Regions from separate parts of the Mus musculus genome. Here all the other regions are linked to region 4. The links are chromatin contacts, called in public HiChIP or PLAC-seq maps. All regions are on one chromosome and are shown on one strand. Each heading gives the region's core, a stretch centred on a gene start, on an enhancer-like site or on the middle of the called end of the contact. The rest is flanking DNA. Distances are from core to core; before and after follow the strand shown. Region 1 holds the start of Ugt1a6a (UDP glucuronosyltransferase 1 family, polypeptide A6A). Region 2 holds the start of Ugt1a6b (UDP glucuronosyltransferase 1 family, polypeptide A6B). Region 3 holds the start of Usp40 (ubiquitin specific peptidase 40). Region 4 holds the start of Arl4c (ADP-ribosylation factor-like 4C). Region 5 has its middle 140 kb from the start of Gm34331.

Region 1 (5,388 bases), core at 1,771-4,270, 570 kb after region 4:
TAGGCCTTAACCCCCACCCATATCCCCACACAGTACAAACCTCAGAGTGCAGTTATGGCCAGCTTTCTATGTGCGAGAAACTGAGGTTGCTGCCTAAGCAAAGGACAGTAGTTGTAACCCCTGGAGCTTTGAAAGAAACTGAAATTATCCACCTCTGCCTAACTGTTTACAAACTCTTGGTCTTTGAATTTCTTCACAATCATCAAATGGTTAAAAATGATGGCAAGTTTAGTTTTAAAAACTCAACGGAGAACCAGGGATGAAGTTTGGTTGGTAGAACACTTTCTTAGTCGGTAACCTTTGCACTCTGGGAGGGAGAGGCAGAAGGATCAGATGTTCAAGGTCATCCTAGCTACATAGTGAGTTTGAGAACAGCCTGGATTTCATGAGTGTTTGTCTGAAGAACAGAAGTGGGCCTGAAGAGATGGCTCAGCAGGTAAGAACACTGACAAGTCCTCCAGAGGACCGAAGTTCAAATCCCAGCACCCTCACAGCAGCTAACAGCTATGTGTAAACCAGGCTCCAAAGGCTATGCTACTGTCTTCTTACCTCAGTGGACATATTCACAACACACATATTTACATATAGACAAACACCCATTCACATAAGACTAAAATCAATAATATGTCAAAACAAAGTTTTAAAAGAGAACCTAAGTGGATTTTACTTGTACTTTTAAAATCAGTCAGCACCTCACATAGAGTGAGTGTGTAGTGAGCCAACTAGGAGAGAGTCTAAGTCTAATATACAAGGCCTTCAGAGACCTTCACAATGTTCCTGTGGGCTAAAGAAGTCAAAGGGACTATTTTAAAAATCAAAGTTGACATACCCAAACACACGCAGACACTTCCTGGCTAACATTCAAGAGAAGAATAAATCCATTTTGTTAACATACAGCAGGTTGGGAGGACAGAAAACTGTCTAAGAGTTGCTTTGCTTGATGTTTTTCTCCAGTCCATTAACTGGCTGGCCTCCTAGGGAACAGCTGGAAATCTCTAATTTGCATTACAGTTTGTTCTGTTGCAATGCTACATAGCCTGAACCTTCGAGAAATTCCACAGCACCCTTGGGGAGGATGCTCTAGGAAAGCAAATGACCATTTTGGTATTGCTAAGAGAAAACTGTGTTCATTTCCTAAAATGGGCTCCAAAATGCCAATGGGCTCCTAGAATGTATTTTGAATCTCCTTGTTTGATATCAAATAAACTTTCCCACCTATGGCCCAAGCCTTTCTTATTGATGCATGGCATTGATCTCTCTGAAATGACAGAACTCTGGAGAGTGAGAGCGACCTGGAGCACATATGATAAGCATGTTCCAGGGACAGCAGAGCTCAGGGCTGATGTGACCAGAGGTCTGCAGCTTTCTAGCCCTCCTTTTGGTAGTTTAAATGAAAATGGCCCCTGTGGGCTCATAAAAAATTGCACTATTTAAAAAGTTAGGAGGAATGGCCTTGGAGTAGATGTGGCCTTGTTGGAGGAAAGGTGTCACTGATGGTGGCCTTTGAGGTTTCAGGGGCTCCAGCCAAGGCCCAATGTGTCTCCCCCTCCCTGTTGCCTGCCAATCCAGATGTAGAATGCCTGGCTTCTTCTCCAGCACCATGTCTGCCTGCCTGCTGCCATGCTTCCTGCCATGACCATAATGGACTAAAGCTCTCAAAAGTAAGCCAGGCCCAATTACCTGTTTTCCATTCTATGAGTTGCTGTGGTCATGATGTCTCTTTATGGCCTTAGAACCTCTAAGATGCTCCCCCTAGATGATATACATAATAAACACGATGTCAGCTCTGATCACCTACTTCCTTTAAAGTTCTGCTAGTGTCCCATCCGTGACACCTTCCCTGTTGAGCCCAGGGTCCAGCAGCCCAGTCTGTGGCCCTGGGCCTCCTTCCCTTCCTTGCTATCATTACCTCACCTTCTGTGTATTTATGCATCCCTCTCCCAACTATTAGTAGCATGTGCAGGGTGGGATCAATCATTGTTCTAATGTCCCTCTCTACCAAACTCAGTGTTCCTCTCTATTGAGTCTGCAGCATGCAGATCAGTGTCCAGCATACAGAAGGCTCCGAGTACCAGTTTGTGTGTGAGTAAACTGGCATTGGGACTGTCTGTCCATTTTATCCTTGTGCCTCATTTTCAATCAAATAGTAAAAGGTTACTCAAGGAAGGATAAGACAGAACCAGCTCCCTTGTGAGGAGTTGGTCGCTGACCCTTCGACATGTGTATAAGGGAAAAACCAACGACCCTTTCCTTCTGCACACTTTCACTCACACAGCTCTTGTGTTACCAGGCATGTATGAGTCAAGTCAACCACTTAGCAGAGTTGGCTACAGACCAGAGGCTCTTTTACTCAGCCTCAGAGCAGCTCTGCTCAAACCACTCAGAGAATCACTCAGTCAGAGGTTCATTACAGCAGCAGCACCCATAGTGCAACAAGACAGCAGTGGAGAAATGCCAAGAGCTTGGGGGAGAGACATGGCCGCTCTCTGTGTTCTTGGTGCAACCTATCCTCCACACCTTCAGCAACCTGGCAGCTCCCCAACCCAATCCCTCTGTGCTTTCATAGGGGCCGCATCATGAAATACAGGGGATGGGCTGATTGATTAAATTACCGTTGATCAGTAATCAACCCTAACTTCAATCCCTTTCTCTGCCCTTCCCTCTAATCTCAAAGCTGGTTCCAGACCCCATCCTTACAAACTTTCCAAAAGTTGCCCCTTAAGCATAAGCTTTAAGAAAACAGTACAACAGCTTATCACAAACAAACAGCACAGGTTTCCCTCCCACCCCTCATGAAATCAACAGGCATTTGGGAAGCTCTGCACAGGAAGACAAAAGCCCTTATCTTTCAAATTCTGTATTGCTCTCTCACCACACATAATCTGTTACTTGCCTGTCAGATAGTAAGGTTAGAGACCTGTGCCTCTAGGTAGCACGTGATGAGGGCCCTTGAGCAAGAGTAAGAAATCTGGAAGTCGGTTTCCAGTCAGCCACCATCAGCCAGCATCTGAATTCTGGGTTTTCTAACCACCACCAAAGAGGGAGGGTTACATTTGTTCTGTTTGTTAATCACTGCTGAGGGCGGGCCAGGGAGTTATGGATGTTGAAATCAGGCTGCCCTGGAGGAAATTGTTCTTTGAATCAAGGAACTGGCTCACCCAGACCTTGTCAGGCATATGCATATTGGAACCAGCTTGCCAGTACTTGCCTTAACCTTGGCACCCCAGTCGGTTGGGGCTCAGGAAAGCAGGACTGAAGGGGCCACCCCAAAGGGCAAGCAGGAACATAGCCAAGATGAAAGTTCTTTCTTTAAGGCTTACAAAGACTCCACTCAGTCCAAGCAGGGGTGGAGGATCAGCGTGGGAGGGAGGAGGGGAGTTGGAGTTTTTTGTTTTGTTTTGCTTTTAATTGATTCTTTGTGGGTTTCAAATTGTGCTTCCCAGCCCACTGGTCACCCATCCCCCTGGTGTCTGTTCTTTGCCTTTAACACATAAACAAGCAGGCAAAACAAAAACAAAAAAGCATTGAAAATATCTCATCATGGAAGCTGTAATACTGTCACAGTGTGTCCCACAGTATGTCTCTCTGTCTACACATGTTCACTTGCTAATGTTCATTGCAGTGAGGCACTGGTCTGGTTTGAGATCTCTGGCTTTTGTGACATAAACAGGATTTTTGACTCAGAATGAAAAGAGACAAGCTTACAGCAATGAGAAACCACTCCCCAGAGACTCATAAAGGAAGCACACTGTAGCTCTGTCCTTCCTGAGTGGCAGAGCAAAAGCTCTCTGAAGAATGTCTTTAAGCAAGCTGGCATGAATTGGGGAAAGCACGAGGAACTGTACCCTCGTATTCTTTATGACAGACACACAATTTACCGAGGCCTGGGCCCTTCCTAGGAAAATCAGGTTCACCTGGGTACTGACTGGCTTGTTCTTGTTTCCAGCAAGTCCATGGGGTCATAGGTTGAAATCAGGAAGAAGGCAGGAGAGGACAACAAGGTTCTGTCAGAGCATCACCAGAGGGTGCTTTGCAAGCTTTGTTCATGAGATTTGACTCTACTGTTTCTTAGACTGGTGTGTGTGTGTGTGTACATGTGCACAGAGAGAGAGGGGGGGGTGTGCAGCTGTCAGGAGTATTTCTGTACTGGGCACCAGAAAAGGGAATGTGGCATGCCTGGCACTTCTAAGTTTTATCCCTCCTGCTGCCCAGGAGGCTCAGTCCAGTCCAGCGGGAGGATACAGGCTCAGGGTGTCTTGCATAACATTACTTCTACCTATACAGGGGAAGGTCAGCTTTAACCTAGGGATTTCTGAAGAACAACAAATGGGGCTTGGGGCACACACCAGTGGAATGAAGGCATAGATCCTGGGATAGAACCACACTGTATGGGTAAAAATGCCGCTCCCCAAAGTGAATGAAGAACAGCTAGCATCTGGAGTAGGAAGGAGGTCTGAAAGTTGACAGGGGACAGTTTCATTCCAGAAGCTGAGGGCTATCTGAAAAGGTCAGCCATGTAGAGGAATTCCCTTCTCAGGAACTCACCCTTCCAGATCCTTCAGATACCTAAGCCCAGGAATTAGAGGCCCAGGACCTACAAGATGACAGAAGACCTACAGAACAATTTCAGACTTGAAAAATCTCAATTCAGAACACAAAAAAAGGCAAAACCAAATCCATGAATTTCCCTGGTTTTGTTTCTGCTGCTGTGGTAAAATACTCTGATAAACAGAAGCTTAGCGGACACAGGCTTATTTTACTTGCAAGTCAGATTCTAGTCCATCCTTATGGAGAAGGTAAGATGGCAGAACCTGAAACAGCAGACAGAAGATCTTCAAGCAAGGGCAGAGAAAAATGAACATGTGCACGATTAGGACTTAGCTAGCTTTCTCTATTCGTATGCTGTTCAGGGACCCAAAGCAGGGAATGATGCTTCTCGCTCTCAGGTGGGATCTACATCAATTGCAGCAAGCAGAACCATCTGCTACGGATGGACACTGCCATAGGCCAACCCAAAGTAGATAATCTAGGTGAGTCTGGGTTGTATCAAGTTGGTGATGAAACCAACAGTTCTTTTAAAGTTTAAACACACATGTGTATAATTATAGGCACATAAGGATATACTCAACTCAATTCATCAAGTTACTTAAACAATCCATGCAAATTTAGAACCTGAGTTTGGACCCCCAATGTTTACAAGAAACTTGAAACGTAGGGAGTGTGAGCAGCCCCCAGTGAGTGTAGTGCCTGGTGAATGAGTATTTTGACATGAGCATGACCTGTCTAGGATTCTGAGAATTATCCATGACAAATTGGCAAAGTCATTATCCACATTGGTGAGCTAGGAAGCAGAGAACCTTGAGTAATCCCAGCATTGTTGTGTTGTGT
Region 2 (5,376 bases), core at 2,120-4,619, 600 kb after region 4:
GTGAAGAAATGGCTCTCTGTCAATGCACTGACACTTTCCTGCCAACTTTGTTCACAACAAGGGGGAAGCACTAACTTACCAGAGGACATATTTGATGTTTAAAGCAACACAGAGCCCTCTCCTCATAATTCCTAAATTTCACTGTCTTCTGTGTCTTTGGGCCTATGTGGCTGTATCTATAAAGGATGCCACACTTATAGGGTGGGACCCATCCTAAGGATCTCATCTTCACTAAGTTCATTTGCAATGACTGTGCAACCAAGCCTAATTTCATAGGTGCTGGACTTTGACTCCAGTGTAGTTTCTCGGGACACACATGTTAGGCCTTAACCCCAACCCACATCCGCACACAGTACAAACCTCAGAGTGCAGTTATGTCCTGCCTTCTATTTGGAGAAACTGAGTGCAGTTATGGCCAGCCATCTATTTTCGAAAAACTGAGGTTGCTGCCTAAGCAAAGGACAGTAGTTGTAACCCCTGGAGCTTTGAAAGAAACTAAAATTATCCACCTCTGCTTAACTGTTCACAAACTCTTGGTCTTTGAATTTCTTCACAGTCATCAAATGGTTAAAAATGATGGCAAGTTTAGTTTTTAAAACTTAATGGAGAACCAGGGATGAACTTTGGTCAGTAGAACACTTTCTTAGTCAGTAACCTTTGCACTCTGGGAGGGAGAGGCAGAAGGATCAGACGTTCAAGGTCATCCTAGCTACATAGTGAGTTTGAGAACAGCCTGGATTTCATGGGTGTTTGCCTCGAAAAAAGAAGCAGGCCTGAAGAGATGGCTCAGCAGGTAAGAACACTGACAAGTCCTCCAGAGTACCAAAGTTCAAATCCCAGCCCCCTCACAGCAGCTAACAGCTATGTGTAAACCAGATTCCAAAGGCTATGCTACTGTCTTCTTACCTCAGTGGACATATTCACAACACACATATTCTCATATAGACAAACACCCATACACATAAGACTGAAATCAATAATATGTCAAAACAAAGTTTTAAAAGACAACCTAAGTGGATTTTACTTGTAGTTCTAGAATCAGGCACCGCCTCACATAGAGTGAGTGTGTAGTGAGCCAACTAGGAGAGAGTCTAAGTCTAATATACAAGGCCTTCAGAGACCTTCACAATGCTCCTGTGGGCTAAAGAAGTCAAAGGGACTATTTTAAAAATCAAAGTTGACATACCCAACAAAGTTGACATATTCAAGAGAAGAATAAACCCATTTTGTTAACATACAACAGGTTGGGAGGATAGAAAACTGTCTAAAAGTTGCTTTGCTTGATGTTTTTCTCCAGTCCATTAACTGGTTGGCCTCCTAGGGAACAGCTGGAAATCCCTAATTTGCATTACAGTTTGTTCTGTTGCAATGCCACATAGCCTGAACTTTCCAGAAATTCCACAGCACCCTTGGAGGAAGATGTGCTCAGAAAAGCAAGTGACCATTTTGGTATTGCTAGCAGAAAACTGTGTTCATGTTCTAAAATGGGCTCCAAATGCCACTGGGCTCCAAGAATTTATTTTGAATCTCCTTGTTTGATATCAAATAAACTTTCCCACCTATGGCCCAAGCCTTTCTTATTGATGCATAGCATTGCTCTCTCTGAAATGACAGAACTCTGGAGAGTGAGAGCGACCTGGAGCACATATGATAAGCATGTTCCAGGGAAGGCAGAGCTCAGGGCTGATGTGAGCAGAGGGCTGCAGCTTTCAAGCCCTCCCTTTGGTGGTTTAAATGAAAATGGCCCCTGTGGGCTAATAGGAAGTAGCACTATTTAAAAAGTTAGGAGGCATGGCCTTGGAGTAGATGTGGCCTTGTTGGAGGAAAGGTGTCACTGGTGGTGGCCTTTGAGGTTTCAGGGGCTCCAGCCAAGGCCCAATGTGTCTCCCCCTCCCTGCTGCCTGCCAATCCAGATGTAGAATTCCTGGCTTTTTCTCCAGTACCATGTCTGCCTGCCTGATGCCATGCTTCCCACCCCCCCACCCCCCGACCATAATGGACTAAAGCTCTCAAATGTAAGCCAGCCCCAATTGCCTGTTTTCCTTTCTACAAGTTGCTGTGGTCATGGTGTCTCTTTATAGCCATAGAATCCCTAAGAAGCTCCCCCTAGATGATATGCATAATAAATACGATGTCAGCTCTGATCACCTGCTTCCTTTAAAGTGCTGCTAGTGTCCCATCCGTGACACCTTCCCTAGTGAGCCCATGGTCCAGCAGCCCAGAATGTGGCCCTGGGCCTCCTTCCCTTCCTTGCTATCCTCACCTTCTGTATATTTATGCCTCTCTCCCAACTACCAGTAGCATGTGCAGGTGTGGCCAATCAGTGTTCTAATGTCCCACCCTACCACACCCAGTGTTCCTCTCTATTGAGTCTGCAGCATGCAGATCAGTGTCCAGCATACAGGAGGTTCCGAGTACCAGATTGTATGTGAGTGAACTTGCATTGGGACTGCCTGTCCATTTTATCCTTGTGCCTCATTTTCAATGAAATAGTAAAAGGTCACTCCAGGAAAGACAAGCACAGAACCAGCTCCCTTTTGAGGGAGGAGCTGGTTGCTGACCCTTCCACATGTGTATAAGGGAAAAACCAACGACCCTTTCCTTCTGCACACTTTCACTCACACAGCTCTTGTGTTACCAGGCATGTATGAGTCAAGTCAACCACTTAGCAGAGTTGGCTACAGACCAGAGGCTCTTTTACTCAGCCTCAGAGCAGCTCTGCTCAAACCACTCAGAGAACTAAATCACTCAGTCAGAGGTTCATTATAGCAGCAGCACCCATAGTGCAACAAGACAGCAGTGGAGAAATGCCAAGAGCTTGGGGGAGAGACATGGCCGCTCTGTGTTCTTGGTGCAACCTATCCTCCACACCTTCAGCAACCTGGCAGCTCCCCAACCCAATCCCTCTGTGCTTTCATAGGGGCCGCATCATGAAATACAGGGGATGGGCTGATTGATTAAATTACCGTTGATCAGTAATCAACCCTAACTTCAATCCCTTTCTCTGCCCTTCCCTCTAATCTCAAAGCTGGTTCCAGACCCCATCCTTACAAACTTTCCAAAAGTTGCCCCTTAAGCATAAGCTTTAAGAAAACAGTACAACAGCTTATCACAAACAAACAGCACAGGTTTCCCTCCCACCCCTCATGAAATCAACAGGCATTTGGGAAGCTCTGCACAGGAAGACAAAAGCCCTTATCTTTCAAATTCTGTATTACTCTCTCACCACACATAATCTGTTACTTGCCTGTCAGATAGTAAGGTTAGAGACCTGTGCCTCTAGGTAGCACGTGATGAGGGCCCTTGAGCAAGAGTAAGAAATCTGGAAGTCGGTTTCCAGTCAGCCACCATCAGCCAGCATCTGAATTCTGGGTTTCCTAACCACCACCAAAGAGGGAGGGTTACATTTGTTCTGTTTGTTAATCACTGCTGAGGGCGGGCCAGGGAGTTATGGATGTTGAAATCAGGCTGCCCAGGGAGAAGTTGTTCTTTGCATCAAAAAACTGGCTCACCTAGACCTTGTCACATATATGCACATTTGAGCCTACATGCCAGGGCTTGCCTTAATCTTGGCACCACAGTGAGCTGAGACTCAGGAAAGCAAGACTGAAGGGGCCACCCCAAAAGGCAAGCAGGAACATAGCCAAGATGAAAGTTCTTTCTTTAAGGCTTAAATAGACTCCACTCAGTCCAAGCTGGAGTGGAGCATCAGCAGTGTGGGGATAGGGTGTTGATGTTTATTTATTTTTTAGTTTGTTTACTTTTAGTTGATTCTTTGTGGGTTTCATATTGTGCTCCCCAGTCCCACTCATCAACCATCCCCGTCATATCTGCCATTTGCCTTTAACACATGAACAAGCAGGCAAAACAAAAACAAAAAGCATAGAAAATATCTCATGGTAGAAGCTGTAATGCTGTCACAGTGTATCCCAGAGTATGTCTCTCTGTCCACACATCTTCACTTGTAAATGTTCATTGCACTGAGGCACTGGTCCAGTTTGAGATCTCTGGCTTCTGGGACATCATCAGGGTTTTTGACTCAGAATGAAAAGAGACAAGAGAGGATGCTGCCAACCTGGCTCACAGCAATGAGAAACCACTCCTCAGAGGCTCACAAAGGAAGCACACTGTACCTATGTCCTTGCTGAGCAGCTGAGCAAAAGATTTCTGGAGAATGTATTTAAGCAAGCTGGCATGGATTGGGGGAAGCAAGAGGAAATGTAGCCTCGGATTCTTTATGACAGACACACAATTTACCGAGGTCAGGGCCCTTCCTAGGAAAACCATCAGGTTCACCTGGGTACTGACAGGGGTAGGCTCATTATTTCCAGCAAGTCCATGGGGTCATAGGTTGAAATTAGGAAGAGGGCAGGAGAGGACAGCAAGGTTCTGTCAGAGCATCACCAGAGGGTGCCTTGCAAGCTTTGTTCATGAGATTTGACTCTACTGCTTCTTAGACTGGTGTGTGTGTGTGTGTGTGTGTGTGTGTGTGTGTGTGTGCGCGCACACACACACACAGAGAGAGGGGTGTGCAGGTGTCAGGAGTGTTTCTGTACCGGGCACCAGAAAAGGGAATGTGGCATGCCTGGCACTTCTATGTTTTATCCCTAAAGAACTGCTGCAGGAGACTCAGTCCAGTCAAGGGCGAGGATACAGGCTCAGGGTGTCTTGCATTACATTTTTCCTACCTATACAGGGGAAGGTCAGCTTTAACCTAGGGATTTCTGAAGAACAACAAATGGGGCTTGGGGCACACACCAGTGGAATGAAGGCATAGATCTTGGGATAGAACCACCCTGTATGGGTAATAATGCCGCTCCCCAAATTGAATGAAGAACAGCTAGCATCTGGAGTAGGAAGGAGGTCTGAAAGTTGACAGGGGACAGTTTCATTCCAGAAGCTGAGGGCTATCTGGAAAGGTCAGCCATGAAGAGTAATTCCCTTCTCAAGAACTCACCCTTCCAGATCCTTCAGATACCTAAGCCCAGGAATTAGAGGCCCAGGACCTACAAGATGACAGAAGACCTACAGAACAATTTCAGACTTAAAAAATCTGAATACAGAACACAAAAAAGGCAAAACCAAATCCATGAATTTCCCTGGTTTTGTTTCTGCTGCTGTGGTAAAATACTCTGATAAACAGAAGCTTATCGGACACAGGCTTATTTTACTTGCAAGTCCAGATTCTAGTCCATCCTTATGGAGAAGGTAAGATGGCAGAACCTGAAACAGCAGACAGAAGATCATCAAGCAAGGGCAGAGAAAAATAAACGTGTGCATGATTAGGACTTAGCTAGCTTTCTCTAATCATATGCTGTCCAGGGACCCAAAGCAGGGAATGATGCTTCTCGCTCTCAAGTGGGATCTACATCAATT
Region 3 (4,939 bases), core at 233-2,732, 690 kb after region 4:
CCAGAGAGAGAAGGAGAACGTAGACAGGTGGTAGAATGGAACTATGAGTCAGAACATAACAAAGAGGCCAGGCTGTCCTAGGTTGCTTTCTATTGCAGTGATGAACACCACCAGTAAAAGCAACGTGGGGAGAAAAGGGTTCATTTCAGACAGCTCACAGTTCATCACGAACTCAAGGCAGGGCAGCAACTCAAGGCAGGGACTAGAGGCAGAACCTGAAGTGGAGGCCATGGAGAAACCCTGCTCTCTGGCTTGTTCCCTCTGGGTCACTCAGTTTGTTTTTTATACAACCCAGGTCCACCTTCCCAAGGTTGGCACCACCCATAGTGGGCTGGGTCCTCCCACATTAATCATTCATCAAGAAAATGTCCCCACACTTGCCTCCAGGCCAATCTTATAGAGGTATTCTCTCAGCATCTGTTCCCTCTTTCCATGTGACCCTAGCTTGTGTCCCGTTTACAAACAAAACAAAATAAAGTACAAAAACAAACAACCTACCAAGAAAAAAAAAAAGTAATCAAAACCTAACTAACAAGCACATGGGTGTAAGGGGATATAGCTGCCCAGAGGGAAGCCACCTATGCCTGTGGATCTTGGCTTACAGTGTTGAGTTTTGGTCAGGGAATAAAAGTTTAAGGTATAGCTGTGATTTTTAAATAGGAGGATAAAGTACCATAAGACAGAAAGAGATATGGCCAGGAAAGCAAAGTGAAGGGGAGGTTGCTAAAAAGCAAAGTGGTCCTCCACCTGGAGTACTGAGAGCTGTGTACTCTCCCAGTCCATTTCCTGGCCCAGACCCCTTATTCCTAGCCAATGGTCATCTCCAGTCCTTTCCTCCCAACACTTCCTCAGCGTTCTAGCCACACCAGCCTCCCTCAAATGTTCCAAAGACAAATCCCTTGGACTGATGGTCACTTGGACTCTGCCACCCTCAACCCCCATCACCCTCCATCTTTATTCCTGTTCTCCATCTCTTAAACTCTCAGCTGAAATAAAAATTAGATTTCACCTGTTTCCTTCATTCACATCCTGATAGAGGTTGGAGGAGACGAGGGAGATACAAATGGGGTCTGTGCAAAGGATGGGAAGTAACCTATCCGAAGAGCTCCAGCAGGACAGACAGTTTTGTGTGCATACATGCTTGCATGGTTATATATAAACTACTTAAGGTGGATTGAAGGCGATGTAAGAAGGTTCACAGAACGTAGAGCATTTTCACAAGTTTTGTATCAGAGATATACTTTGAAGAGGAAAAACTGTTTTAAGGTTCTTTTGTTATCCTAGAGCAGAGACTATATAAATACATACTCCACTTAAATGGTGAAAGCTCTAACAGAATGTGGCTCCAACGCTTTTTGCAGGCAGCAATAAATACAAATTTTAACTTGTAAGCCGTCTGGAAAAAGAGCAGTATAACTACCCATAAATCTCCGCGTGGCGCGACGCACCCTGGGAAGTGTAGTCGCATCTGGGGTGGGGGTGGGTGGTTGGAAATCACTTTCCAGAGACACGGCCTCCTCGGCATGGCGGTGCCCGTTCGGAGCGAGTTCGTTTACTCTGTGCTGTGGCCGGGGCGGGGGTCTGGGCTATAGGCAGTAAGTGGGGCTGGGGAACTGGGCGCAGGGAGGGACGAGGGCAGCGTAGGGACGACGCCGGCGGCCTGGGGAGAGACGCCGGGCCTCTGCTGGCAGCGCGTCAGGGGTCGGGCCGCGGGGACGCGCGCCTGGTCGCGCTCCTGGGCGCTGGGCGGCTTGGTGGGCGGCAAGGCCTCTGGAGCGGCGTGACGGGAAGCCAGCCCGCGAGCTAGCTCGAGGCCTGCCTCGCGAGTTCCATTTCTTGAGCTTTTGTTCAGAGGACTGTGTTGGGAAGGAAGAAAACTGCATTTTGGCCATTCCTATCACTTAAGAGAGTGTTCTCAGCGTTTTACCCCAAATGTCCCTTCCCCACACAAGAAACAGAACAGATTCCCGCAGGTCCCCACTTCTGCAGTTGGATTCCTGGGTATGTTTTGGAAGGCCATTGGACTCCATGGCTCTAATGACCAGAGTTTTTCTTCCTCAAGGTACTTACTCCTGGCTCTCTAGTTTAGGGCCAAAGTGCTGAAACTACTGTCAAGATTAATGTGATAGGGTTAAGTCACTGAAACGCTGTGATCTGGTACTGTGTATGAAGGGATGGGGGAAGCTGAGATTTCATAATTGATGAAGGCTCCTCCCCTTCTCTCCCCCCCCCCCTCATTTAGTGATGTGGAATCCAAGAATAGTTATCGGTTCTTGTGGGTCAAGCCCTTTGTACTCAGTAACCTTTCTTTTGTCATGTGACTGGTTTAATTTACCTATGAAAAATACGCAGCCCCATTTTACATAGAAGTAAATGTTAGCTAAAATAACTTGTCCAGGATCACACAGGTTAATCAGGACCCCGTGTAGGTAGGAAAGACAAGTCAGGTCTCGCTTTCTCCAAAACACAAACTACTGTGTTTTCTGAAGAACGATTTAACAAAACAGCTACGCTCGAATAATAAGAGAAAATTGGGGGTGGAGGTACATTTAAAGAATGGAAACATTTATGTAACATATTTTCTTTAAAGGATAGCGTTTAGTTCCACCATGTTTGGGAACCTATTTGAAGAGGATTATTCCAGTGTGTCAAGTAGTCAGTATGGAAGAGGGAAGAAATTAAAGACTAAAGGTTTGGAGCCGCCTGCCCCTAGAGAATTCACCAATTTAAGTGGAATCAGAAATCAGGGTGGAACCTGTTACCTCAGCTCCCTTCTTCAGACGCTTCATTTCACACCTGAATTCAGAGGTATGCTATGTGACATGCATTTGAATAATATGTACCGTGGGCTTTATATGTAATTAGTTATGAAAAAAACATAAAAGAAAACGAATCTTAAGGTGGATTCAACAATATGTGTTTCATTGTTGCAAAGAAAGACATATATTTGCCGTTCTCTGAAGAAAATTATGAAGCTTACCATTTAAAAAATCTATTCTGTGTAGTGATGTAGTGTTTCATAACAACAGCAGCAAAAACAAGGCAAGGTATTTCTAATTCCCATAATTTGAAATACAACATAAAGAGAATTCTCTCATCTTTCTCCAGAGTAACGGTCACTTAAGACAGGGTTACACATGCAGCTTGACTTCTGCAGTGGGAAAAGTTGTCACATTATTTATACACATCCATAGTTACATATCTGCATTTCTGAGATTCAGAGAACTCTGATTCTGAGCTGATCTGTACTGAATTTGTTTGGCCTCAGAAGCTAACCTGGCTGAGGCTTCTTGGGAGTTTTAGTTCTCTCAGGAGTATGAACACTAATATATTCACAACAGGAATGTTAATCTGTTTAGTTAGCATTGTCTGCCCCAGACCTTGATAGGAATGAAAAATAGTGTACAGACACCTCCTTCATCACTCAAAAACCTGGAAATTATGAATTTCAAAGACCCAAAGGAATTGAAGTAAGGAGCTTTGTAAAGGAAACAGAAACAAAAACCTACACAGATTAGCTGTATTAGACGGCTGTGGTGAGTTACCGAGATGACAGACTATTTCTCCAGAAACCACATGCTGGAAGCCAGGCAGTCTTCACCAAAGCCTTTATTTCTTGCCTATTTCTCAACATGTTTGTCCCATTCCCATCTCTACACTCCAGCTTCCTTCATTGGCATCTCTGTGTCCTTTGATTCCAGCATGAGCCTTGTTTGACCTGTGCATGATCCGGATTGGGGGGGGGGCGGTGTCCAAATATTCATGAATATGTAGCTCATGTCTATTCTGACGACAGTCTGGTTTGGCTTGTACTTAAATGCCGAGTTCTCACTACCACACCGTTTATCAGATCTCTGGAATGTTCTGTTTCTCTGAGCTAGACTTATTTTTCTAGCGATTTAGGACATATTTACTGTTGTCCACATCTAGTGTGCCATTCTAATGCAGTGAACTGACAGATTTCAGAGTGGTATCTTGTGTCCTTGACCTCAGCCTCTATATAAAGTTGCCTCCTGATAGTAATTCTACTCTTCAGAATTTTCAGCATTACTAAGCAGTAATGAAGAAGGATATAGACCTTCCAGGTTTTAATAGGGTTGAAGTTAAAAGGCAACTTAAAGTAAAGGCAACTTAAAGTAAAAAAAAAAAAAAAAAGAAAAAAAAAGAAAAAAAATAGCCTTAAGAACAGACTTGAGAGCATGTAGGAGGTGGAGCAAGAGAAGGGTCCCAAGTTCAAAACCACATGAGACTAACCCTCTCTCAAAACAAAATGAAGAAAAAGAAACTGAATAGTAGCTATATGGCACACACCTGTAGTCTCACACACAGGAGATTAAGGCAGGAAGATTAAAAGTCTAAGGCTGGCCTGGGCTATCTAGTGAGACTGTCTCAAAACCCCAAAAAGAGAAAGAGAAGGGGGGGGGGGAATCAAAGTAGATCATGGAGAATACCAGGAGCTTGAGAGGAATAGACAAGTCCTTCCCCGTCTCTTTTAGTATGGAGTACAGTTTATTTAGGGCAATGGGTGGGGGGGAGGATTGAGGGAGTAGAGAGAGAAGAGGAGTAGAGGCAGGCCATGAGCATGTGGAGAGAACGTGGAGGGGGATGGGAGGGAGGGAGAGGGTAAGGGGAGCAAGAGCAAGCAGAGAAGAGAAGAGAAGAGAGCAAGAGCCGTAAGCTTCTCGCATGTCTTCAAGCACGTAGTTTGGCACTGGATGCAGTGTGCACTCTGCATGGTTCAGCATGGTCCTGCCGTGGAAGAGAGGAGCAGGTATAATCTGGAAAGAGTAAGGAGGAACAGATACTGAAAGAGGGAAACGGGGATGTTTTGTGTAAATGTCCTTTGTGGGGAGTGGTGTTCCATTCTATTTCCAGTACATTGCAGTGCGGAACAGTGGGAGGCTAGACTAGAAATGAGTGGTTTTGTTCCTTACCCTGT
Region 4 (4,930 bases), core at 1,414-3,913:
TGATATTTTTATGCATTAGGAGTTAAATTATCAGCTGTTAAATCAACTTATTGCCCAGTGAGCAAAATTAGAATGGAGGGCCACAGCTATTCAAAGATAGTGAGTAGCTGTGTAATGGTTTTCTTCTGGAAGGCTGTATGTCTATTAATCTGCTTTTTTTTTTGTTTTGTTTTGTTTTGTTTTGTTTTGTTTTGTTTTTTGTACTGGACAACAGACAGCCCTTAACTGCTGAGTGACACCATGAGGTGGAAAATGCAAAGAGAGCAAACACAGCCAAGATGCAGCTGGCAGTGATCAGAACAGTAAGAAGAAGGCAAGTGCCATATCTTATCAAAATTATCCTCTGATTCCTCTAAAGTAAAAGCAAATCCCAACTGGGAACAGGAGCAAGAGGCACCACCATATCATATGCTGGGTCATTTGTGAGAGCCTTACTGAAAGTCCCAAGGTAGCCACTCACCTGCCTGTGACAGAGAGGACAGAGCAAGAAAAGACTCAACCCAGAGAAGGAGATTCTCTTTAGGAAATGCCTACAAGAAAGAAGAGAAAATTCCTCCCCAGACACAAAACTCTGCCTTCCCAGTAACAAACGTGACATGAATTAAACTGGATTTACTGCCTTTTAAATTTTTAAAAACATACATTTAGCATGTATGCATGTGCATGCACAAACACATTACATGTGGAGGACAGAGGACAACTTTCAGAAATCTTTTCGCTCCTCCCATGTGTAGGAGCCGGGGATGGAACTCAGTAATCCATGCTTCACAGCAGACACCCACTCAGCCATTTTCACTGCCCCTCAAGTCATTTATTTTTGTCTATCTGCCCTTTTGGGGTCCCTGAATTCTTCTGTGGGAACCACCACATTTTAGGCTGGAGCCATGTCAATCCAAGTATTGGATCTGAAGCAGACGAGGCAGGCCAAAGAAATGTGTGTTCTGAACTTTTGTTGAAGTTGAACTTTTGTTGAAGGCCCTTTCCTTCTAGGTCCCAAACAAAAGGATGTGAGGCCACAGGAGTTAAAAGGATGGGCACAGAGGGAAACTGAGGACGGGTGAAGATTTGGCCTAGTGTCTAGTGGTGAGCTCCAGGATCCAGCCATGCCAGAAGAGAAAACCCTTATCCTAAACATTTTCCATGTATCCAGAACTATATTAATGTATTTATCACTTTGCCAACTCAATTTGAGATTAATTTGAGACAAATTTTTGTGCCCCTGTTTTTTTTTGGGGGGGGGGGGGAGGGGGTGCCCATTGGAAAGCATCCCAGAACCAATGCATCACTGATCTTAGGCAGGCTGTCTGCACTGAGGTCCCCTTAGCAAGTACCAGCACACAGACCTAAATTTCCTCCTCTAGCAAGCTGGACAGGTAATCTGAGTGGACCTTGCCAGCACCAACATCCATCACCAGTCCCTGGGCTTGAGTCTAGCTGGTGGAAGCCTAGACTGGCTTTTGGAGTTGTGAGAATTAAAAGATGGAATTGAACAGGTGTGATTTTTCTCACAGGCTTTAGTACAAATGAAATCATGTATTATAACAGCATTAGAAAGGAAGGTTCCTCTCTCTCTCTCTCTCTCTCTCTCTGTGTGTGTGTGTATATATATAATTTTTAAGATCACAAATGATAAGCATTTTTATTTTCTTTCCCTGGATTACATTTGCAACCTTTTCTGACCCAGAAGCCTGACCTACACAAATGTAAACCATTTTCCCCTTGGCTGTCATCTCTAGTTCCCATCATCATCAAACCTGTGTCACTCATAATCACCCCCCCCCCGACTTCCCTCCACATGCAGAAATAATATTCATTTGCTACGTTTTACAAGGTAGGATAAAACCACTGAATGGAGTCACGAAATGGAACCCAGAAAATATGTATTTGTGACTCATCACACCACCAGCTCCAAGCTAGCTAGGGTCTTCTAGTGACCTAGCTTTCCTGAAGCCTGGTCAGGTGATTTGGACCTCCCCCATCCCCTACCCTCACCCCATCCCTGGTAGGTTCTCAAGGTAGAATGACAAAGGTTGCTTTAAGACTAACCTAATCTGGGATGTCAGCAGAGTGGAGGGGGTGGGGAAGGGGTGGGGAAGCATAAAGCAAGGCTCCAAAATGGGTGTCTGAGAAAGAAATGTCTGGAGTTATCTAGGCAGGTGGGTGGTAGGTAGTCTTAACTGAGCCTCCTGGGCACACCCTAGACTTAGGGAGCATACGCATCAAGGAAGAATAGGGACCAAGACACTAGGGCACCAAAGAGCGTGAAACCACGCGGTGGAAATGGATTAGGAGTGGGCAGCAGCAGGGCTGCAGGCTCAAGGAGGTCAGCTCCTCTCCTCCGCCCTCCTGCGTCGGTGCCGCAGTCTCACCGCCCTAGCCCTCTGCAGTCGCTGCCTTTGCCCGGCCAGCTGCGGGCTAGGCCCCGGGCGGGGGTTCCGGAGCCCGGAGCTATTTTTAAAAGACGCGTCACCGGATTGGGGAGGAAGAGTCCGCGTCCAGGCCCACAGTCGGCGCGCGGCCGGCGGGAAGGGTCGCCTGGGCGAGTTTCGAACGATCGGAGCGCGCGAAAAGACGCAACCGACCGAGAAGACCCCGCCTGACCCCGGGAGACCGCGGGGCGTGGCGGGCGAGGGGCGTGGCCTGTGGGCGGGACTAGAGGGGCGGGGCCGGCGCCCTCCGGCCGCAGCAGGCTGGTGGCGGCGGCGGCGGTAGCAGCAGCGCCTAGTACTGCAGGGACAGCAAGGCAGCTACGCTAACTCGGACGCCGGGGAAGCCCGCGCCCCGCCTGCGCCTTTGCGGCGCTCCCGGGAGCCGGAGCTAGAGCAGCTCCGAGGTGCGCCGAGACCAGAGGCTGCTGCAGAGCCGCGGTGCGGGAGAGCCGCAGGTCGAGCCGGGCTACCGCGCAAGGCGCAGACATCCTACACCGCGGCGTCTGTCCGTGGCGGCTGCGCGAGAGACAAAGCCTCCGGAGAAAGATGCCCGCGGAGCACGCACCAGGCGGGCCAGGGAGCCGGCCCCTCCGAGCCTAAGCGCGCCTGGCCGTGCGCCGCGGGGACGCCGAGACCCCACCGGGTCCAGCAACGGGCGGGGCCCAGGTGCGCCCGGCCGCAGAGGGCCTGTGACTGCTCGGGGGGCGGCGCCCTCCCGCCGCAGCCGCAGTCGCAGTGGCCGGCGCCGCAGCGAGGAGCCATGGGCAACATCTCCTCCAACATCTCGGCCTTCCAGTCTCTGCACATCGTTATGCTGGGCTTGGACTCGGCCGGCAAGACTACGGTGCTCTACCGGCTCAAGTTCAACGAATTCGTGAACACTGTGCCCACTATCGGCTTCAACACCGAGAAGATCAAACTGAGCAACGGCACTGCCAAGGGCATCAGCTGCCACTTCTGGGACGTGGGCGGCCAGGAGAAGCTACGGCCGCTGTGGAAGTCCTACAGCCGCTGCACGGACGGCATCATCTACGTGGTGGATTCGGTGGACGTGGACCGGCTGGAGGAGGCCAAGACGGAGCTGCACAAGGTGACCAAGTTTGCGGAGAACCAGGGCACACCGCTCCTGGTTATCGCCAACAAGCAGGATCTGCCTAAGTCGCTGCCGGTGGCCGAGATTGAGAAGCAACTGGCGCTGCACGAGCTCATCCCGGCCACCACCTACCATGTCCAGCCGGCGTGCGCCATCATCGGCGAGGGCCTCACCGAGGGCATGGACAAGCTCTATGAGATGATCCTGAAACGCAGGAAGTCTCTCAAGCAGAAGAAGAAGCGGTAATGCGCTAGAGCAGCGATCTGGAGCAAGGCTGAGCGAGCAAGCCAGTGAGTGAATGAATGGACGTCTGGGTTGAGCGAGAACCCGCGAACAAAGACAACGAACCAAAGCGATGATTCGAATTTTTAAAACACGATCTCTGTATCCAAATACAGGACTTGGAGACTTAAGCCGGGTGTGGAGGCTGCATAGCCACCCATCTCGTCACCTGCCCCACCCCCCCACCCCAGCTCAGAGGACCTTTTGTCTATAATGCTTGAGCTACCGGTGGGATAGGGTGGGGGGGACCGGTGGGGAGTGGACGTGAGGACGCAAGGGTCCCGTGGTGTGCCCTCTGGCCCCAGGTGGGAAGCTTGGATGTCAGAGAGACAAAAGCGATTTCTTCTTGCTCCAGCAGGGCCAGAAGTTCAGACTGCCCAGCCCCCACTGCGGGGGGGAATCACGTGTGAGTTACCTGAGGTATGCAGTTCACACAGAACCCTGGGGGGGGATACCCGAAAGGGGACGGGTAGGCGCTGGAGTGTACTGATGGGAGGGTGGGGATGACCGCTCCTTTCATTCTGGAGCTATGGAAACTGAGTAATTTTATGGCACAGGGCAGGTCCCTGTTGCGATTTCATTTGTCCTACTCTGGGCCCAAAGGAGGTGGTGGTTTGAGGCCATCCAGAGGACTGCCTCGGACCATGCGGCAGCTGGAAGGCCCAGGATGCTGTGTTTCTGGACTTGGCTGGGAATGGCCTGGAAGACGCCACTTTCCAGGGGTGGGTGTGTGTGGTTTTGTTGAGAACTGCTTTTCAGCCTGGGATGAGACCTCTTCCAGATGGCCTAGGCCCTGTCCGTGTGCAGGTCATTCTCTCGTAAAGAGACCAATAAAACAAAGAACAGAAAAACCATTGGAGGTGGTGGCAGTACAGGTGCTTAAAGGGTGAGGGTCTCGACATTAATGCTGTGTGTGTACGCGCGCGTGCGTGTGTATGTGTGTGTGTGTGTGTGCACTCGGTACTGCATAATCGGCATAAAAACTGGACCCTCTGGGTGGAATTTAAAAATCTCTCAGCCTACTGATTGGTTTGGAAGACCACACCAGCTACAGATGTGTGCTGAATTGCAAAATGGTTTTCTTAACAAGGGGGAGGGGGTCTGATAATAATACACGTGGTGATAG
Region 5 (4,967 bases), core at 191-2,690, 540 kb before region 4:
GTAACGGGATCTGATGCCCTCTTCTGGTGTGTCTGAAGACAGCTAAAGTGTACTCATATAAATAAAATAAAATAAAATAAATAATAAAAAAAAGAACTTGCTGTCCCTTTCTAAGAGTCAAGGGGCTAAGATCATAAAATGTTAATTTATGAGATAATTAAAAGGGAGCCAGAGTAAATGACTGAACTAATATGCAAATAAAAACCTGGGTTTTGGTCTGCAAGAGCTGAGCTGTCTAGAGATCTCTGGAGAGCTGTCTTGAGCAGAATACAGAGCTGTCAGCTTGTATCTAAAATTGACTTTAAGTCATTTCTTCTGGTGCTTCTAAACGCCCCTTCCTCAGAACTCCTGACCAAGCCAAGGCTGGACCTAGGCAGAGAATCTGAGACAACCTCCTCACATCTAAAAACACCATGGTCATTGGGAATTCTTTAACAAAGATTTCTGATTTGGTGTGCCATGCATTACCAAAATGTCATAACAGCAGGATTCAGCCCTTCCTATGGACATTGAAAGCCCAGCAGTCCAGCAGCATAACAGGGCCAATGGAGGAGGGTAAGGAAAGGTCACCATCCAGGTGACACTTACCTCATAATGTCACTATCCCTAACCTCAGAGGCAGCAGGCTTCCAGCATCCACCCAGGGAAGATGTTATCACATAACTCTTTGTTATTCAGGTGCCAGGTAATGCTGGTCACCTTTCTAGGGAGGTCATACTTACTCACCTGAAAATTAGGTTAACCTAGCTGTCCCCAGACTCTGGAAGAGCAGTAAACCTACAACAAGGAACAATACTTTCCTTAGCAGTAAATAAGAAAGAGTCTTATCTTTTCTGTGCCTTGACTTTAGGATCTGTCTTTCCTGACACTATCCCCCTCCCCCATTTGTGTGTGTGTGTGTATGTGTGTGTGTGTGTGTGTGTGTGTGTGTGTGTGAGAGAGAGAGAGAGAGAGAGAGAGAGAGAGAGAGCGACTTAGTGTGACACAACACTGGGCTAAGGAGACACTCCATGAGGATACTGGCTGAGTTCCGGCTCCATTTGACATGGAGCAAAGCCGTCCCATGTTCATAGAGACCCTCCCTCACCATCTTTACTTCCAAGATTTCCCAACCTCTTTCTGATCCTCTATTCTTGCAACCAGAAGAGGCTTGGTCCTATTTGACAAACACAAAGCTGGATTCAGACTGTCATCAGCTAACATCCCAACTATATAAATACACCAAAGGTCAGTGCAGCCATCTCCCTGACAACACAGCATCCGGAATCAAAATCATTCCTGGAACACCAAGTGTGAGACAGACGACAAGGGGAGGGGGCTAGCTGCCATGGGGACTGTGCTCCCATCTTTGGCCCGAGGCAGTGTATACTGCAGGCCACTGTACACTAGAGCTGGCTGCAAGAAGAGCCTCTAAGGCTGCTTGTTACTTGCAAGCTCTGCTTGGCCTTGAGGTTGGAGGTGCTTCAGGAACCTCAAAGAAGTCCAGGGCAGTGATTGACTGCCGTGTTTGGTGAAGCTGCTGAGGAGGAATTAGGTTGTTTCATTGTAGGGATCAAAGGGAGAGAAGGTGACCCTGGGGCTGACTGTGGGTGGGGACCAGGCCTTGGCCCCCTCCTACAAAAGGTGAAGCAGGGCCAGGGTGGGGGGTGAGGGAGGGAGCAGCATGTCTTCCGGTTTTAGCTCTGCATCCAGCAGCCTGCTTTCTCACTGCTCCGACTTAATGGCCGTTTGTGGTTAATGCACACAGATGCCAGAATCTTTTCAGAATTATTCATTCCTTGCCACATTTCCCCCAGGGATTGGCAAACGTTGTTTAATAATGTACTTAGCTGTAAATGTTGTGAGCCAGGCTTCAGCTACAGGGTGGGGAGATCAGTAAGCGATTAGTGGGGTTCTGACAGGGGGCCCAGAGGGCTTGTTTTAGGAAAGGATTTCGGTCCATTGTTTTGAGGACTCTTCCCTCTGCCGGGAGCTAGTTCAGATGAGAGGAATGCATCCCTCTCTTTCCCATCTGTCATCTCTGCAAGATGTTACTTTGCTAATGGCTCACCTCGGGCCATTGGGCGTTTGCTTTGAATTCTCCTTCTTGAACTTGTTCTGCAAAACCTTATATGGAATATTACAGAAGTTCACTTTTGTTCCAGTAAATGAATAATAACATTCAGCTCTAGAAATAGATTATATGGACTAGTCTAGATATTCATCCTTGTTCCAATAAGACAATAGTATCCAGTTTATAAGCGATAACCTTTAAAAGATTTAACATCCTTCTGAAAATAGACCTGTCAAGCCAGACCTAGAGGCTTTTAGGATTTTCACGATGCCTCTGCAAATCTAGCGACAGCGTTTTCTGTGTCACATGCCTCAAATTTCAGAGACAGAAGTATAAACGGTAACTATGAAAAAAGACCGCCTACTACTTTTCCATTTACACAGAGGGACTGTGTCTGTTTCTAAGAGGTGCGCCATGCGTTGTCTGTGTGGTGATACAAGTGGCAGCTTTATTTGGCCTTGTCCACCAAGGCAGAAGGCCTGTCCTGCCCACTGGACCACTCTACCCTGCAAATGATATTGCTCAGCTCAAGGGCCTGGCAGGTAGAAGGTGCCTGGGAGTCCCTACTCTTCCTCCAAGTGTGACACACATGTCCCCAAATATAAGACAGCAGCTTGGGAGCCATGGCCCCTGTGCTCAGAGTATCTGGCTCCCTTCACACCCCCTCTGGACAGTGCCCCTGTGGATTTGGTGTTGATAGCAGCCATGCAGACCAAAATCTGATAGCCCAGAGTGTAAGGCTCATGGGTTTTCTGCACCTCAAACTGAGTCTTTTTTGGGTATTTTGGTCCAAATTTAAACCAGGCTGAAGTGCTGAGCACTCACAGACAGCGCTCTTGAGGTCAGCTTCACCCAGATCATTCCATTCATCACAAAATAGGACTGAGGGACACTAGAGTACTACTGTTTCATTGTAAACGACAACAGACACCCTAAATGCTCCAGGTAGATTTAAAAAAAAACCAACCAACCAACCAAACAAACAAACAAACAAACTGTGTGGTCAACAGAGACACAGAGCGAGAGAGGAACCAGAGGAGAACAGCCTTGAGCCTCCTTGCAAAAGGTGGGTGGTACTCCTTTGCTGGGCCCTTGCACATAATTACCATCACCATTGCTGCCCCTCATCATCTTCTCCATCCACAGTAATCACCATGATCGTTATCCACACCCTTACCACCATCTTCATCATCTTCATCATTATCATCAGCCATAACCATCACCATCAGCAACATCATGATCACCATTGCCATCACCACTATCATCCTCATCACCACCACCACCATCATCCTCATCACCACCACCACCATCATTCTTATCACCACTATCACCACCATCATCACCACCATCATCATCACCATCATCACTCTTATCATTAGTACTGCGACCATCATCACCGTCCATCACCATCTTCACCAGCATCATCATCACCATCACCACCCTCACTGGTATTCCTTGCAACTCATGACAATTTAGAAAACACCATTCAGACTAAGATCATTAAAACAAGTGACAGCCCAGACTGAGGAGGATGTTGAGCAAGAGGAGCACGCATCCATTTGCAAACTCATACAGCCGCTATGTACATCGGTGTGGCCATTCCTTAGGAAGATGGGAATTGATCTACTTCAAGATCCAGCTATACCACTCTCGGGAATACATCCAAAGGATGCTCCATCCTGCCACAGAGACACTAGCTCAGCCATGTTCACTGCTGCTCTAGTCTAATAGTCAAAAACTGGAAACCTAGATGTTCCTCAACAGAAGAATAGATTTTTTTAAAGTGGTACATTTACACAATGGGGTAACTCAGCTGTTAAAAAAAATGACATCATGAAATTTGCAGACAAATGGATGGAACAACAGAAAAAAAAAACAAAAAACAAAAAACAAATGATCCTGAGTGAAGTATCCCAGACCCAGAAAGATAAATATGGTATATAGTTGCTTCCATGTGGATAGTAGCTGTTAAGTCAATGATAACCAAGCCACACACTGCAGAACCACAGAGGTTAGGAACAGAGTAAGGGACTGGGGGACAGATAGATGTCATCAGGAAAGGGAAGTAGAAGAGATAGGTGTGGGAGGGTGAGAGAGGCTGGGATGGGAGGATCCAGTGGGGAGGTGGAGGAGGAGATTGTAGGTGGGAAGATGGGGAGCGACACCTGAAATTAAGGGGTGTGTGAGAGGTGATATGGACACTTAAGGCAGTAGAAACTTCCTAGGACATATACATATATGGAGGTAATCTACATGGAATCACCAAACACTGGGGAAGCAATATCCCTACTGGTTATGTCTTGTCACCAAATGAAACTTCCTGTCCTGGGATTGGGTTTCAGCTAATTCAGGTGTCCAAAGGGGTCCCAATGGAATCCCCAAATAGCCCATGACTGTTGCCAAAACTATAATTTGCTCTCCACAAATTGACAGAAAGGCCCTATTATTGACATTCAGTCTAGGCTCCACCCCGCAGTTACCTGGCAACAGCCAGGTGTGCCTGACTCACTATAAAAGGGGCTGCGTGCCCCTCCTCTCTCTCTTGCTCTCTTGCTCTTGCTCTGCCCTCTTGTTCCTGCTCCCCCTCTCTCCCCATTCTCCTCCCCACTCTCTCCACGTGCTCATGGCCAGCCTCTACTCCTCTACTCTCTCTGACTTTCTCTGTCTCTATTCCCTCAAACCTCCCCCCATGCCTGAATAAAGTTTATTCTATACTATACCACTGTGTGGCTGGTCCCTCAGGGGGTAGGGATGCCTCAGCATGGGCCCACAGAGGCACTCCCTCTCCCTCCCCCTGACTACACATCCACCAAACATATTACTCCTCTCCCCTTACCTTTTTAAAAAACACAACACCTATTGTTGAAGACAACACCTACGCAACTCACTAACATGGAGATGTAGGGTTGGTGCC

Evidence for each region. HiChIP or PLAC-seq counts read pairs in DNA pulled down with a chosen protein or histone mark.
Region 1: a contact with region 4 is called in an H3K27ac HiChIP or PLAC-seq map of bone marrow-derived dendritic cells, with 18 times the contacts expected there. The contact joins the promoter of Ugt1a6a here to the promoter of Arl4c in region 4. A contact is called at or near these places in 3 of 39 promoter capture datasets (the 3T3-L1 cell line, hippocampal neurons and liver) and 3 of 115 datasets of contacts at active chromatin or transcription factors (bone marrow-derived dendritic cells, embryonic forebrain and forebrain).
Region 2: a contact with region 4 is called in an H3K27ac HiChIP or PLAC-seq map of bone marrow-derived dendritic cells, with 13 times the contacts expected there. The contact joins the promoter of Ugt1a6b here to the promoter of Arl4c in region 4. A contact is called at or near these places in 1 of 39 promoter capture datasets (embryonic stem cells) and 2 of 115 datasets of contacts at active chromatin or transcription factors (bone marrow-derived dendritic cells and pancreatic cancer cells).
Region 3: a FOXA1 HiChIP or PLAC-seq map of pancreatic cancer cells shows a contact between it and region 4. The contact joins the promoter of Usp40 here to the promoter of Arl4c in region 4. A contact is called at or near these places in 5 of 39 promoter capture datasets (the 3T3-L1 cell line, hippocampal neurons, liver and 2 more) and 2 of 115 datasets of contacts at active chromatin or transcription factors (astrocytes and pancreatic cancer cells).
Region 5: a CTCF HiChIP or PLAC-seq map of the NIH/3T3 cell line shows a contact between it and region 4, with 8 read pairs. The contact joins the enhancer-like site here to the promoter of Arl4c in region 4. A contact is called at or near these places in 3 of 39 promoter capture datasets (the C10 cell line, cranial neural crest and embryonic stem cells), 1 of 15 datasets of contacts at CTCF or cohesin (the NIH/3T3 cell line), 4 of 115 datasets of contacts at active chromatin or transcription factors (the NIH/3T3 cell line, bone marrow-derived macrophages, embryonic forebrain and 1 more) and 1 of 9 other capture datasets (pancreatic islet).

The regions. Positions count from the first base shown.
Region 1 is chr1:88,132,441-88,137,828 of GRCm38.p6, reverse strand. It overlaps Ugt1a6a (UDP glucuronosyltransferase 1 family, polypeptide A6A), which reads right to left and starts at 3,020. Exons shown (of 6, transcript NM_145079.3): 1 at 2,894-3,020. All of the region lies in intron 1 of Ugt1a10 (UDP glycosyltransferase 1 family, polypeptide A10), which reads right to left. The region is part of intron 1 of Ugt1a9 (UDP glucuronosyltransferase 1 family, polypeptide A9); the gene reads right to left. All of the region lies in intron 1 of Ugt1a8 (UDP glucuronosyltransferase 1 family, polypeptide A8), which reads right to left. It also overlaps Ugt1a7c and Ugt1a6b.
Region 2 is chr1:88,101,250-88,106,625 of GRCm38.p6, reverse strand. Ugt1a6b (UDP glucuronosyltransferase 1 family, polypeptide A6B) reads right to left here and starts at 3,369. Exons shown (of 6, transcript NM_201410.3): 1 at 3,248-3,369. The region is part of intron 1 of Ugt1a10 (UDP glycosyltransferase 1 family, polypeptide A10); the gene reads right to left. All of the region lies in intron 1 of Ugt1a9 (UDP glucuronosyltransferase 1 family, polypeptide A9), which reads right to left. The region is part of intron 1 of Ugt1a8 (UDP glucuronosyltransferase 1 family, polypeptide A8); the gene reads right to left. It also overlaps Ugt1a7c.
Region 3 is chr1:88,005,094-88,010,032 of GRCm38.p6, reverse strand. Usp40 (ubiquitin specific peptidase 40) reads left to right here and starts at 1,482. Exons shown (of 32, transcript NM_001198573.1): 1 at 1,482-1,595; 2 at 2,591-2,808. The coding sequence starts at 2,610.
Region 4 is chr1:88,699,924-88,704,853 of GRCm38.p6, reverse strand. Arl4c (ADP-ribosylation factor-like 4C) reads left to right here and starts at 2,663. Exons shown (of 1, transcript NM_177305.4): 1 at 2,663-4,930. The coding sequence starts at 3,190. The coding sequence ends at 3,768.
Region 5 is chr1:89,242,219-89,247,185 of GRCm38.p6, reverse strand. No RefSeq gene overlaps it. Among named protein-coding and RNA genes, the nearest start is that of Gm34331, 140 kb to the right of the region's middle. Within about 2 kb of position 1,440, at least 40 of the 459 cell types and tissues checked have an H3K27ac peak or open chromatin away from gene starts, as enhancers often do. A contact at or near this core is called in the NIH/3T3 cell line and pancreatic cancer cells, where this site is marked.